Regions from separate parts of the Oryctolagus cuniculus genome. Here all the other regions are linked to region 1. Evidence: chromatin contacts called from public Hi-C data. All regions are on one chromosome and are shown on one strand. Each heading gives the region's core, a stretch centred on a gene start, on an enhancer-like site or on the middle of the called end of the contact. The rest is flanking DNA. Distances are from core to core; before and after follow the strand shown.

What was found. Hi-C and Micro-C count contacts between places; a contact is called where the count stands out from the background.
Region 2: a Hi-C map of psoas muscle shows a contact between it and region 1, with 6 times the contacts expected there. The contact joins the promoter of TRMT10A here to the promoter of DAPP1 in region 1. A contact is called at or near these places in 6 of 6 Hi-C or Micro-C datasets (ear pinna, embryonic fibroblasts, liver and 3 more).
Region 3: a Hi-C map of an unstated tissue shows a contact between it and region 1, with 3 times the contacts expected there. The contact joins the promoter of DNAJB14 here to the promoter of DAPP1 in region 1. A contact is called at or near these places in 3 of 6 Hi-C or Micro-C datasets (ear pinna, psoas muscle and an unstated tissue).

What each region holds. Positions count from the first base shown.
Region 1 is chr8:65,553,262-65,557,092 of mOryCun1.1, reverse strand. It overlaps DAPP1 (dual adaptor of phosphotyrosine and 3-phosphoinositides 1), which reads left to right and starts at 1,853. Exons shown (of 9, transcript XM_002716954.5): 1 at 1,853-2,192. The coding sequence starts at 2,092.
Region 2 is chr8:65,772,432-65,776,262 of mOryCun1.1, reverse strand. TRMT10A (tRNA methyltransferase 10A) reads right to left here and starts at 1,746. Exons shown (of 8, transcript XM_051820154.2): 1 at 1,592-1,746. It overlaps MTTP (microsomal triglyceride transfer protein), which reads left to right and starts at 1,620. Exons shown (of 19, transcript XM_051820148.2): 1 at 1,620-1,749.
Region 3 is chr8:65,415,848-65,419,678 of mOryCun1.1, reverse strand. DNAJB14 (DnaJ heat shock protein family (Hsp40) member B14) reads right to left here and starts at 1,879. Exons shown (of 7, transcript XM_008267567.4): 1 at 1,227-1,879. The coding sequence starts at 1,330. It overlaps H2AZ1 (H2A.Z variant histone 1), which reads right to left. Exons shown (of 5, transcript XM_051820147.2): 4 at 3,469-3,598; 5 at 2,741-3,176. The coding sequence ends at 3,115.

The DNA.
Region 1 (3,831 bases), core at 604-3,103:
CTTTATCCACTGTGCCACAATACTGGCCCCGAAAAGTAAAATGTTTTTTTTAACAAAGAGTAAGATGCTCTAAATTGTAAAATGACTAGGACTATTTGTATCCATTTCTATTTGTGATATCAGTTTGGAAAAATTCAGTGCTGGGAGTCAGTATCATTCAAAAGAGATTGTTGAAATAAATAAGAAGTGAATGACAAGATTTTTAAAAATATACTTTAGAAAGGTGTTTGGAAGTAAAATTGAGGTGTCTTTGATTAAAAAATTATAACATCTAGACAATTAAAAAATTATAACATTGAGTCAATCTTAGGTAAAAACCAAATATTTTTTGTGAGTGTCCAGCATTTTGTTGCAACCATATGGTAATGCTGCAAGCAGCTGGCACCATTACAACACTGACAGTGTAGTTAGTGGGGCAGGAGCGGGAGGGAAGAAAGGGGTCCTGGGAAAAATGGAAGATGGGACGGGCAAATGAGAAGGGGAGGTAGGCAGGAAGGTCAAGAAAGAAGAGAGGGATTGACTTAATAGATTCAGCTGGTTCCCCCAATCAAATAAAAATAAATAAATAAAGGAAAATTAGAAAAAGAAAAACCAGAATTTGTAAAATGAGAAGGAGACAGCTACTAAAACCTGAACAAATGGCTACAGAAAGGGAACAGGAAGTCGAGCACGAAAGCTGCTCTATCTCATCCGGTGCGCACTCTGCACCTCCCTGGTGTGCACTGGCCTCTCGGTACTAGTAGACCTTGCACCCTCTCTGAAAGACAAAAGAATTGTAACTGTTCACGTACAGCTCTGTGCGTGTTATCAGTGCTTAGTCTCTCCCGGGCTGTCTCTAGACACCCAGGGATTTCTCACTGACAACCAGAGTAATCCAGGGCCTCAGGAGACACAGGCAGCCAGAGATTACCGGGAAGAATGTAAAGGACAGGACTATCCGGCCACCAAGCTGTCCCTTTGCACCCATCTGTGGCCTTTCGGAACAGCAGCTCTGCAGCCTTGGTATCCCGTAGAGCAATCCTCCTCAAACGTCACCACGCCGTGGGGGACCTGATGTGCTGCGTTCTCACAGCTCTTGATGACGCCACTGCTGCCAGCCACAGACCACACCGGGAAAAGCAAGTTAGCGAGCACCAAGGTGAACCCACGAGGGAGCAGCAGGCGAGAGCCCAGAAGCCCGTTCTTTCCTGCAGGTCCGCGCAGAGAGAAGACAGGATGCAACAAGCACTCTCGATGCGTTGGCGACTGCTCTTTGTCCCACTTCCCAAGGATTGAGTCAGTGTAGCTTCCCTTCAGGACTTCCAGGCAGGTGGAATTTTCCTCTTACGCGTGACTCTGAATACCAAGCTACACCAGGTATAAGGAAGCCCGGTGAGTTCTCCTGTGCCCCATTAGGTGACACCAGCGTGGTCCTCTACAACACTTTCCTGCCTTATTCCCGCATAACCCTTCTTCCAGGAGAAAAAAAAAAAATATGGTCAACCTGAGCATTGGAGCTATATCTGAAAGCTTGAGTAATCCGGCAGATACTTTGAGAAAGTTCCCCACCCCACCCCGCCAAAAAAAAAAAAAAAAAACAACCTTTAAGGTCAGATTAGCGGCTTGGCTCTGATTTCTTTATCCACTCTAAAAATGTCCCAGATGTAGACGCTTCCGCCATGTTCCTTGTGTGTAAAACACGAAGGTGGGGTGAATGAATGTATACTCCTTCTTCCCCAAATCAGAGCCTAATAGCTTCAGGGAGAAGCCAAGATTTGGCCTCATATGAAGAGTCTGAACCAATAGTCTAGCACCACATGGGGTGTCTTCTCTTTTTTTCCTTTAACAAAAACCGCTCATTGCACGATGCAGTGTGGGTGTTCTGAGGTAGCTACCCAAGTTTGCATACTTCCTGACTGACAGGCACTCCTGCCAGTGCCTCAGGGCCAGGGTGTGAGTGTTAGTGGGAGGAGTAACTAAGTTTCACTTCCTCGCTGGCTGCAGGCTCACAGCCACCACAGACTCCTCTCACTGAGGAGTGCGAGGAGCAGCCAGCCCAGCTCACCTCTTCCCACAGCACCTGGCCGGGACTTAGCGGACTGGAGGGCGCGGATGGGCAGAGCAGAACTTCTAGAAGGGAAGATGGGCACCCAGGATCCCTCTGATCTGTGGAGCAGACCAGACGAAGACGCTGAGCTGCTCCAGGACTTGGGGTGAGTAAGAGAACAGATCCTCTTTTCAAAGCACTTCTTGGGTGAACTCAAATGCTCATGTTGATGAATGACTGATTCTCCACAAACACCTTTCTCTCGGTCTCCCCGCTCTTCCCTCCTTGTCACTTGATTCATTTGTATCTGTTAACTTTCCCCCTCTGGGGAATGAATTCCAATGTAAAAGCATAGATTATCTTTCCAGAAAGCAGGTAGATCAGAAGATGGGACAAAAGCCAAATGTCGGACATTCTTTGAGAAGAGGGACAGAATTGGGATGGATGAGTGGAGGTTGCTTGGCTGTCCACTGGTTTAGGAATAAATGTGCTATTCAAGAGTTTTGATCACTGTCCTAATGACAGTAACAGATGGTGGCGAGATAAACAGCCCACCCAACAGTGAGCGAGAGGGACTTTTTCAAAAGAAGAAATGAGGAAGTTTCTATAGCAATCTTGCTTGGGTTTCTTGCTCCCGACACTGCATATGTGAGCTCTCACATGCATGCAGCTGGAGCCTTTCAAATACCAACAATCCAGAAAGAAGATGAAATTTCTGCTTCCAATAGATGAGTTTCCGTGGGTGGAGTCTTCAGTTTAAGAAGGGACGCAGGTGACAAAGTTCATCGGGACATTTAGTGAAAGGAGCAAGCATTGCACGTGAGAGGCACAGGAGATTTCCTATGGATTTGAACCTTCACCTAAAGCACTGGGAATGCGCTCAGACAGGTTTTGACACCTGTGCCTTCTGTCTGCTTAAACTGCTCCAAGTCTTCACAGCAACCCCATGACAAAGCAACTGTTGACAGTTCCAACTTAAGAAGGACAAAACAAGCACCTAACAGGGTTGAACAACTTGCTCACAGGTTGCACATCCATTAAATGTCCAAGCTGGGATTCCAACTCCTTGTTCTTCATCAAAGAACAATGGAAAGAGATAAAATCTGTGTGTTCAGACTGAAGGGCTTGTATCCTCTGATGTTGTATCACTGTGGAAGGTTTCGATAATTCCTGTCTATAGATTACAAAATTGAGGCCTCAGCATTGAACTCACCCTTCATATTGTACATCAGATACAACAGCTAGAAGTTTCAGTGAGGGAAGTTCCACTTATTGGGAAGTCAGACTCCAGGCTTTCTCTGTCCTTTCAGAGAGAGGAACAAGAGGCAAAAGACCCCTCCACAAGCACTGAGAAGAGGTGTCAAAGCGTGCAGGCGCTAAAGCTGACGCTGAGCTTTTATGGACTCGGTAAGCTATAATGCCTCTGTGTCTCCTTATCTGGAATGCCAGCCCGCTGTAGTCAGAAACCCTCAGGAAGGACAGAGACAAAGGGAACAGCAGTTCTGGTTCTTTAAGGAAATGGACAACCCTTGAACCTAGACTCTGTGGTTGAGTAGCACCGGCACACACTTAGATGACAAAGACATTTCTGTGCTGCCCCAGGTGCAGGGAAGCCTCTATAGGTAAACCTCACCGGGGAAACAGAGTTGTGTCTTCTCTCGCAGGAACAGACATTCCACATGAAACGCCGCGCTGCAGAACTGGGTCGGGATACAGCTATGTCCTGACATCTCAATTTCAGCAGGCCTGGAAATGTATTACGTGTGTGAGGATGAGTTCCATGGCAAAAGGCAGCCTACAGTTAT
Region 2 (3,831 bases), core at 497-2,996, 220 kb before region 1:
CAAGGAAAGTTCATGAGCTAGTCAACATCACCACCATGAATATTCTAAAACTATTTCCAATTAATAAGACACACCATACCAAGTGAATTTTAAGCTTTATTTAACAAGCCAGACCCACTGAGACCCAAGTGGAATACAGCAAAAGCGTTTTGTTAGCTAGCTTGATTATAAATTATTGCTCACAGTATACTTTCTTACCAACTCCAACTGTCTACACTAAAACATTTCATTACGTACTAGCTTGTTTGGATTAACTAATAAGCAGTTTGGTATTTTACTAAGTACACTTGCTTTCTGATTATTTTCGTGTGGGCCATAATTTACAAAATCTCCATGCAAAGTGTTCTGTGTTCTTCCCTCACATGCACTGATGCTCATAACGTATTTTCACTCATTAAACCAAGTTTCACGTCTATTTAAGAATGGCATTTTAAAACAATTAAATAGGTGAGAAATTCTACTTTAGCAAACAATTTTTCTAAAATCCCGTGGTGCATTCATAAGAGATAGGGTTTATAAGGCTAAGAACCCAATAGATGACTCAGGCCATTTGCTGTGGATACGATGAATATGTAAAAAATCTTAGCTCACCATTCCCTGGGTTTCCTGTTTCTTAGCAAAGCTTAAGGCTGGATAGACACATCACAAATCAATAAAAGTGAAAAGGTTAAAAACCTTTGCATGAGTTGAAGTGCATGATATAAACCGTCTCGGTAAGTCTCTTCCACAAAGATCCAAACAAATCAAGAATGATTGCAGAATGGGATCAAAGACTTGACAGCGAGAGCGGCGGAATCACCCTTTACAATCTGCAGCAGCGAAAGCTGATGTTTAATTTGGACGAAGGATTGGGACAAAAGGGGTAAAGTTTTTTGTTTTGTTTTGACTAAGAGATGTTTTTACCCTCTTGGCAGCTCTGCAATAAATACTAAAATATTTTTAAAACTCTCAATGTTTAAACTTAGAGGCTTTCAATGGAATAAAGCTAACACCTCTATTTCCTTAAAAATCGTCCTTGGGGCACCACAGCGGGGTTAGCAGCACCTGCGACGACTTCTCCCAGGACTCCGCCACGTTCCCTCAGGGGAAAACTAAGCTAAAGCAGGATTAAAGGAGTGGGCGACTTGCCCCCGTCACTGGCCACAAAGTGGCAGAATCCCAAGTAGTTTTCCGACCCTCCAGGGCCCAGGTCTCCTCCTCTAGTCATCCTTTACAAAATCACGCCCTTACACACTACGGGCTGGCTCCCCACTCTCAGAATACACAACTAACGTAACCCCGCCAAGCCGGGAGGCAGAGCCTCGCCCACTCTGCAGTCCACGCCTCGGACTTGCGCGCCAGCGGACGCGTTCGAGAGGCGGGACTAAGCTGCAACCAGCGAGTCAGAGAGCGGCCACACAGGCCGCGGGGGCGCATACAATCTGACGTCACTTCCTTCCGCAACAGCCGCGCTACTAGCAGTTTCTCGGCCCCACTCCCCTTTCCCCCGGAAGCCCTTGCTGCCAGTCGAGGACAGCATGGCATGCGCTTATTGTGCGTCCAAAGCTATCAAAGAGCAGGCGAAAACCAGCCACAGTTCCCGGAGAGTTACCTTGCTGAGGTGTTGATGGGGAGCAGGAACGCTCGCAGAGATAAGCCTTTCTGGAGTGTTCCTCGACACCGCTCAGGAATCCTCCGTCGGAAACTTCAACTCCCAGAGGCAGGGGCGTGGTGGCGGCTACCGCGGTGGTTACGTCCTACGTCATCGAAGTGCGCCAACTTCGGGCCTGAAATGGGAGAAAGAGGAGGGGTTTAAAGGGGGCGGGCCTGGAGTAAAGAGATTAGGAGTGGGGGGTGGTTACGGTGTGTGTGTGTAGTTCCAGCTTCAGGAGGTAACTGTGTACCTGTGGGCGTATATTCATTTGCATACCCGTTGAAAGGGGACTAAGGTAACCCCTTATAAAAATTGAAAATGGGAAACAGGAAAGGCACTTCTGTGGTAAAGAGGAAAGTGTCTCTTAACTAAATTATTTCTAAAGTATTGGAAGTGTTACCAGTATCCCGTGTTTTTACATAACTGAGGTGGAAATTTAAATTTAAAAAATGAGTCAAATTCACGGTACAGTGGGCTTAAATGTAGAATTCCTCCAAACCTTCTTTGAAAAAGTGGCTTAAGTAAGATAGCCATATACTTTACTCACCATTCATTTCTTGAGCTATTTTTCCTCTGCTGTTTTGCAAAATATCAGGTGACATTTCATTGTTTACAGTGCTTGGCCTTATATAATCTTTTTGCTATATATAGACTGAGTCATCTTGTCCTTTTCTATTTACTTTATTATTTATTTTTCTTGGCCCACTTCTAATAAGTAGTTATTGTAGGCACTGAAGGTTAAGAATGAGATTTGAATCTTTTAGGAGAAGACTACCTTCTGAGTATGGAAAGAAATCTGAAGTATAGTGTGTCTGAAGGCATACTTGAATATGTTTAAAGACTTCCATGAACACAAAGTTAAATTGAAAATTTGAGGTTCTCTAAAAGAATTGGAACTTTCCTGAATTTAGTAAAACAAAAACAAAAACTGAATTCATTCTTGCATTAAACCCTCAAATTTTATTTTAAGAACTGCCAGCTGTCACATTGTTGTGGTACCTCTCTTTCTCTCATCTCAAATCTAAAAGTTCTCTGTTACCTGAGCATTGGCAGTGAAGTCTGGATCCATTTCTGATCCGTTAGTAGGGCATCTTTTTTCAGCTGCCTCCATATCAGGGCAAAGAGTAGCAGAGTGAGGATTAGTAATTGGATATGTAGCCCTTCACATGTAGGTCATTAAATTCAGGCTGGCATCGTGATGTGCCAGATCTTTCGACAGCTGTTCAGCTGCCCCTATGGGATCTTTTTTATAAATAATTATACATTTTTTCCAGAATTAATACCAGGCATCCTTAGATATTTAAAACAAGGTAATTTTTTTAAATCCTCATTTTAACTGTGGAGTCAATTCATTTTCTTTTGACATAGCCATTTAATTTTGTAGTCATATGGTACAAAATTTAAAGATTCTAGAATCAATCCAAAGTAAACACCAAAAAAAAAATTTTTTTTTACCAAAGACTGAAGGCATACAGAAAATTTAAGCAGGGGAAATATGAAACAATCTTTTCATTGATTTGTATAATTTAATGTATTTGACACATTTATTAAAGGCCATGCATTTTGTCTTAGGTGATATAAAGATGACTAAGCATGATCCCTGCCCTTGAGGCATCCCTAGCCTAGCAGGAGAGCTGGAAGTATAAGCCAGACAGCATACAATGTCATTGAGGTGCCTGAACATGAAAAGGAGAAACTAAGGCTTCCTTGAGGCAGAGGATTTAATTTCAGAAACTAAATGATTTTACTTCATTTTGGAAAGTGGGTAGAGGTTTCCAGATGTCAGGAAGGCAACGGACTTTAAAGTGTTGGGAACAATGAAAGCAAAGAACTGAGCATGTCAGAGTTTCTGCACATGACTGGAAAAGCTGTGGGCAGGAGGAAGAAGGTGTAATTCCATTATTTGGATTACTTAGGGAATACAGAAAAAACATCAGTTTTAGAAAAAACTAGTAAGTTTGGTTTTGAATATGTGGATTCTGGGGAAGTCTTCAGGACATTTAAATAGAAATATTTAAGAATGTTTGTAGCTTAAGCCAACATAAGAGGTCGTGTGTGGATTGGCAAACCTGTATTGTCTGTAAGGACTGGGTGGTAACAAGTTAGAAAAGCTATGTGGGAAGCAAGTGCCACAAACCTGATAGGGCAGGTCCTCTTTAATCAATATAAATTCCAAGAAAGGAGATGAACCTAATGGC
Region 3 (3,831 bases), core at 630-3,129, 140 kb after region 1:
GGACAAATGTGAGTTTTTTTAAACCCCAACTTAAAAATGTGTTAACTTTTTACTTTCACTTCGTTTTCCTGTCCTCTCTGGTCCAGTTGCGCTCAATGGCAATGTAAAGCAAAGGGCAGAGAGACAAGCAAAAAGCACTAAGGCTACAACAAAGTACAACTAAAAATAAGAAAGCCGCAATAACATGTAACAGGCAGTCTCACCTTCTCATCAGTAATCTTAACCTTGCAAATACTTTGACTCTCAAGGGAAAGGACATCCCATTGGCAAGGCAGTAGAGTGTGGTGGCTCAAGGCCTTATGGAAGCTGAAAGCTCAGCTTCTATTCTGTGTGTGCCACTGACTGTTTTGTAACCTCAGGTAAGATATTTTCATTCATTCATTCACTCACTCATTCATTCATCCAAAACCCTGTTCTCACAAGAGTCAACCTGTTCCAGTGAATCCTGTACCTCTATATAGGATCGTTCTGAGGAGTCAATATAAAAAGCCAGGAACAACTCTTGGCACTTGAGTAAGTGTTCTTAGGTTGGCCATTATTACTCTGAAGCCTAGAAAGTAGGGCAATGAACAAGGTGAATGGAACTAAGCGAAGTCCAGGATCCCACCAAGGAAATTCGTCTAATTCATCAGTAATTATCAAATCAGACACCGTTTAGCAACTCATTCTGACTCCTGCTCATTCGTGCCACCTGTAAAAGACCCCTCTGTCTGCCTCCTACGGAAAAGCAATGTCATCTCAGGTACTCGGAAAGGTTGGCTTTGGGAACAGTTTTTCTAGAGAACCCAGAGACAGCGGCGCCTGCGGTGGGCCGGGAGAGTTCCCTGTTCCCCACTTCATTAGGGGCCTAGGCCTAATTCGGCGGTGAGGATGGCGGGGCCCGGGGGGCTGGGGGAGGCGGGGGCAGGGCCAGGCCATCTCAGGCGTCCGAATGTCAAGCCCCGCTCTGGAAAGGCAGCACGGGTCTCCGGCACGGACGGAAGGGGCCTCCGAGGCTGACAGCTCCCGCCCGCCGCCTGCGCACCGGCGTCCCGCGGGCAGGCTGGTGCAGAGGGAGTCCGGGGCAGCGCCGCCGAGGCGGGCGGGCCCCGGCTGGGCCGGGACGCCGGACTCCGGGGCCCGGCGGCGGGGTAGCCAGCGCGGGGGCCGCGCCGGCTGCGGGGGTCGCGGGGGCGGGCTGCGCGCTGGCCCCAGCGATGGGGAGGGGAGGGCCACCCAGGTCTCACCGCGGGCCGAGGGCAGAGGGTACAGCTTCTCGGCCTTCTGCAGGAAGCGCTGGGCCTTCTCGCGGTTGCCGGCATTCAGCGCCTCCCGGGCGATCTCCACACATTTCTCTGCCTCATCCCGGTTCCCCTCCATGGCTTGCGCCTGCTTCCGTTTCCTCCGGTAGCGCAGCGACGAGGGGCGGAAGCCGCCGCCGCGGAGGAGGTGAGGCCGGCCCGGCTTGGGGCGTGCGGTGGCAGGCGGGAGGAGCGCAGGGGACCGCGGCGGCGGCGGCGGCGGCGGCCCGGGCGGACGCGCGGGCCTCGAGCTCCGCCTCCTCACGGCGGCCTCCCCGCCCCCCGCGGGCCGCTACGGCGCGAGCCGCATCCTTTCCGGCCCCGGACCGAGCTGCGGGCCGTCCCGGCGGTCGGTGCGCGGCGCCCGCAGGACCCGGGCCGACCAGCCCGGCCGCCGCCGCGGGGAGGGGTTCCGCCGGGGCGGGGACCCGGCCGTCCGTCCGTCCGTCCGCCTCGGCAGCACCGCGCCCCCCGACCTCCCGGCGCGGCTCGCGCCGACGGGAGCCCGCCCTCGGCCGGGGAATGGAGTAGGGGGCCGCTGGTCGGGAGGAAAATTCCCAGGCCCCGGCGGCCCCGCCCCCGGCCCCGCGGCCCGGGACGCGGTGGTCAGGTGAGAACGCGCTGTCTGCCCAAACTCGGCGCTTCCGGCGCTCATGGAGAGCCCTTTGACTCCAAGCCCGGGGCTTATCTCACTGCCTCGTTTCTGCTGCATTCTCCTGACCTAGATGGCTCGCGACCGAATGGGCGGGGGGGGGGGGGGATACAAACTAGCTTAAGTCCAAGTTTGCCAATTATGTCAGTGAAAAGCAGCCATAATCCCGCGAGGCCAAAATAACGCAGGAACCAGTCCTTTCGTTCAGGTAACATCACTACTGGGAAGTATGTGGCCTGCGGGTCTCCTCTTTGGGGGGGAGGGAGGGACACTTAACGCCCGGTATTATTCACAATCCCTCAAAACGGAGAAAGACCAGATGTCCGAAGGATCCACTTAGTCCCACTGCAAGGTAAATTTTGACGTGGAGTCAACCTTCTGCCATGTTAGCTACTTAACCGGGACCTGTCAAAGAAATCTTTCATGAAATGGGAAGAGTTCATCCTCACGCATGTCAGAGCGCCTGGCACCCAAAGCACAGTGACACCTTCCAAATCATTCTGTGCAGGTGCAAGCCCACCAAGGCGGCCGCGCGCCAGAGCAGTGCTGTCACTGCGGCACAGCCAGGGTGAACGCTCAGCTCACTTGGTCCCTGGTCCCAGGAAACCCTAACCATCTCCAGCTCCTGCAGAACTTCTGAGAAATTCATAGCACATTATGGTGTAACACTACCTTGTACCCGGTATCTGACCTTTGTCGATCTACAGGTTAACAGTTTAATTTCTACAGAAGAAATGTGCCTAGTTACTGCTGGACCACAGTCAAAACAAGTTTCCATTACAAGCAAGCAAATTTAAAACACAACTAGTTTGGGAGATGACCTTTATTGAGCTTATCCACCTAAGTGGAAATAATGTCTGTACAAAACCAAATGTTTGTTACTATAACTTCTGCATCACAATTAAAATCCAAACAGTTTTTTAAAAACAGTCAACTCAATCAAAACCCACTACTTCAGAATCAATAGCTTCTTTGAAGCCACAGTAACACTTAAATATGGTTAAGACTTGAATGCAGAAATTTGGTTGGTTGGAAAGCTAATTAAACTTCCAACTTGCTCAAATAGAATTACAAAAAGGCAAAATTGTGTTTTTCACAGAGATACAGTCCACTGGAATCACCAACACTGGACAGTTGTTAGAGTATTTAGAGTCCTGAGATAACAAGGAATCCAGGCATCCTTTAGACAGTCTTCTGTTGTCCTTTCTTCCCAATCAGAGACTTGTGGATGTGTGGAATGACACCTAGGAGAGTGACAGATAAATTCTACTTTTAATGTAAGTACTTTCAAAACCACACAGTACTTTGAAACCAAGGCATTTTACGCTTCAACGTGCAAGATCTTTCAAAAAAATGTGAAGCTCAAAATACCAAAAACCCATTGAGTTGTTTACATAAACCAAATTTCATGACCCAGCCATACTGCATCAATGAAAACATTCTCAAATGCCCTCTGCTAGACTAAAATCTAATAGGAGTTAGAAGCCAAGGGTTTCTGTCCTCCGAATAAGGAAGAAAACCAACTTTATTACATACCACCACCAGCAATTGTAGCCTTGATGAGCGAGTCCAATTCTTCATCTCCACGAATAGCAAGTTGCAAATGACGAGGGGTAATGCGCTTTACCTTTAAATCTTTTGATGCATTTCCTGCCAGTTCAAGTACCTACAAGGCAGACGCTCATCAATCGCCTTTGACCAAGGTGCAAGGGCAGAATCAAAGCTTAAGGAACAGGAATCTGCCAGGTGTTCCCCCCTATCCAGGGGACACGCAATTACTGCCAGGAGCAGCCAACTCCTCCGGCTCAGGAGGCTCCCTTCCTGGACACCGGCTCCCTCTAGCGTCCTCCCGGGCTTCTCGCCGCGTCTCGGGCCTGGAGTCTTCTTGCATCACTTTCC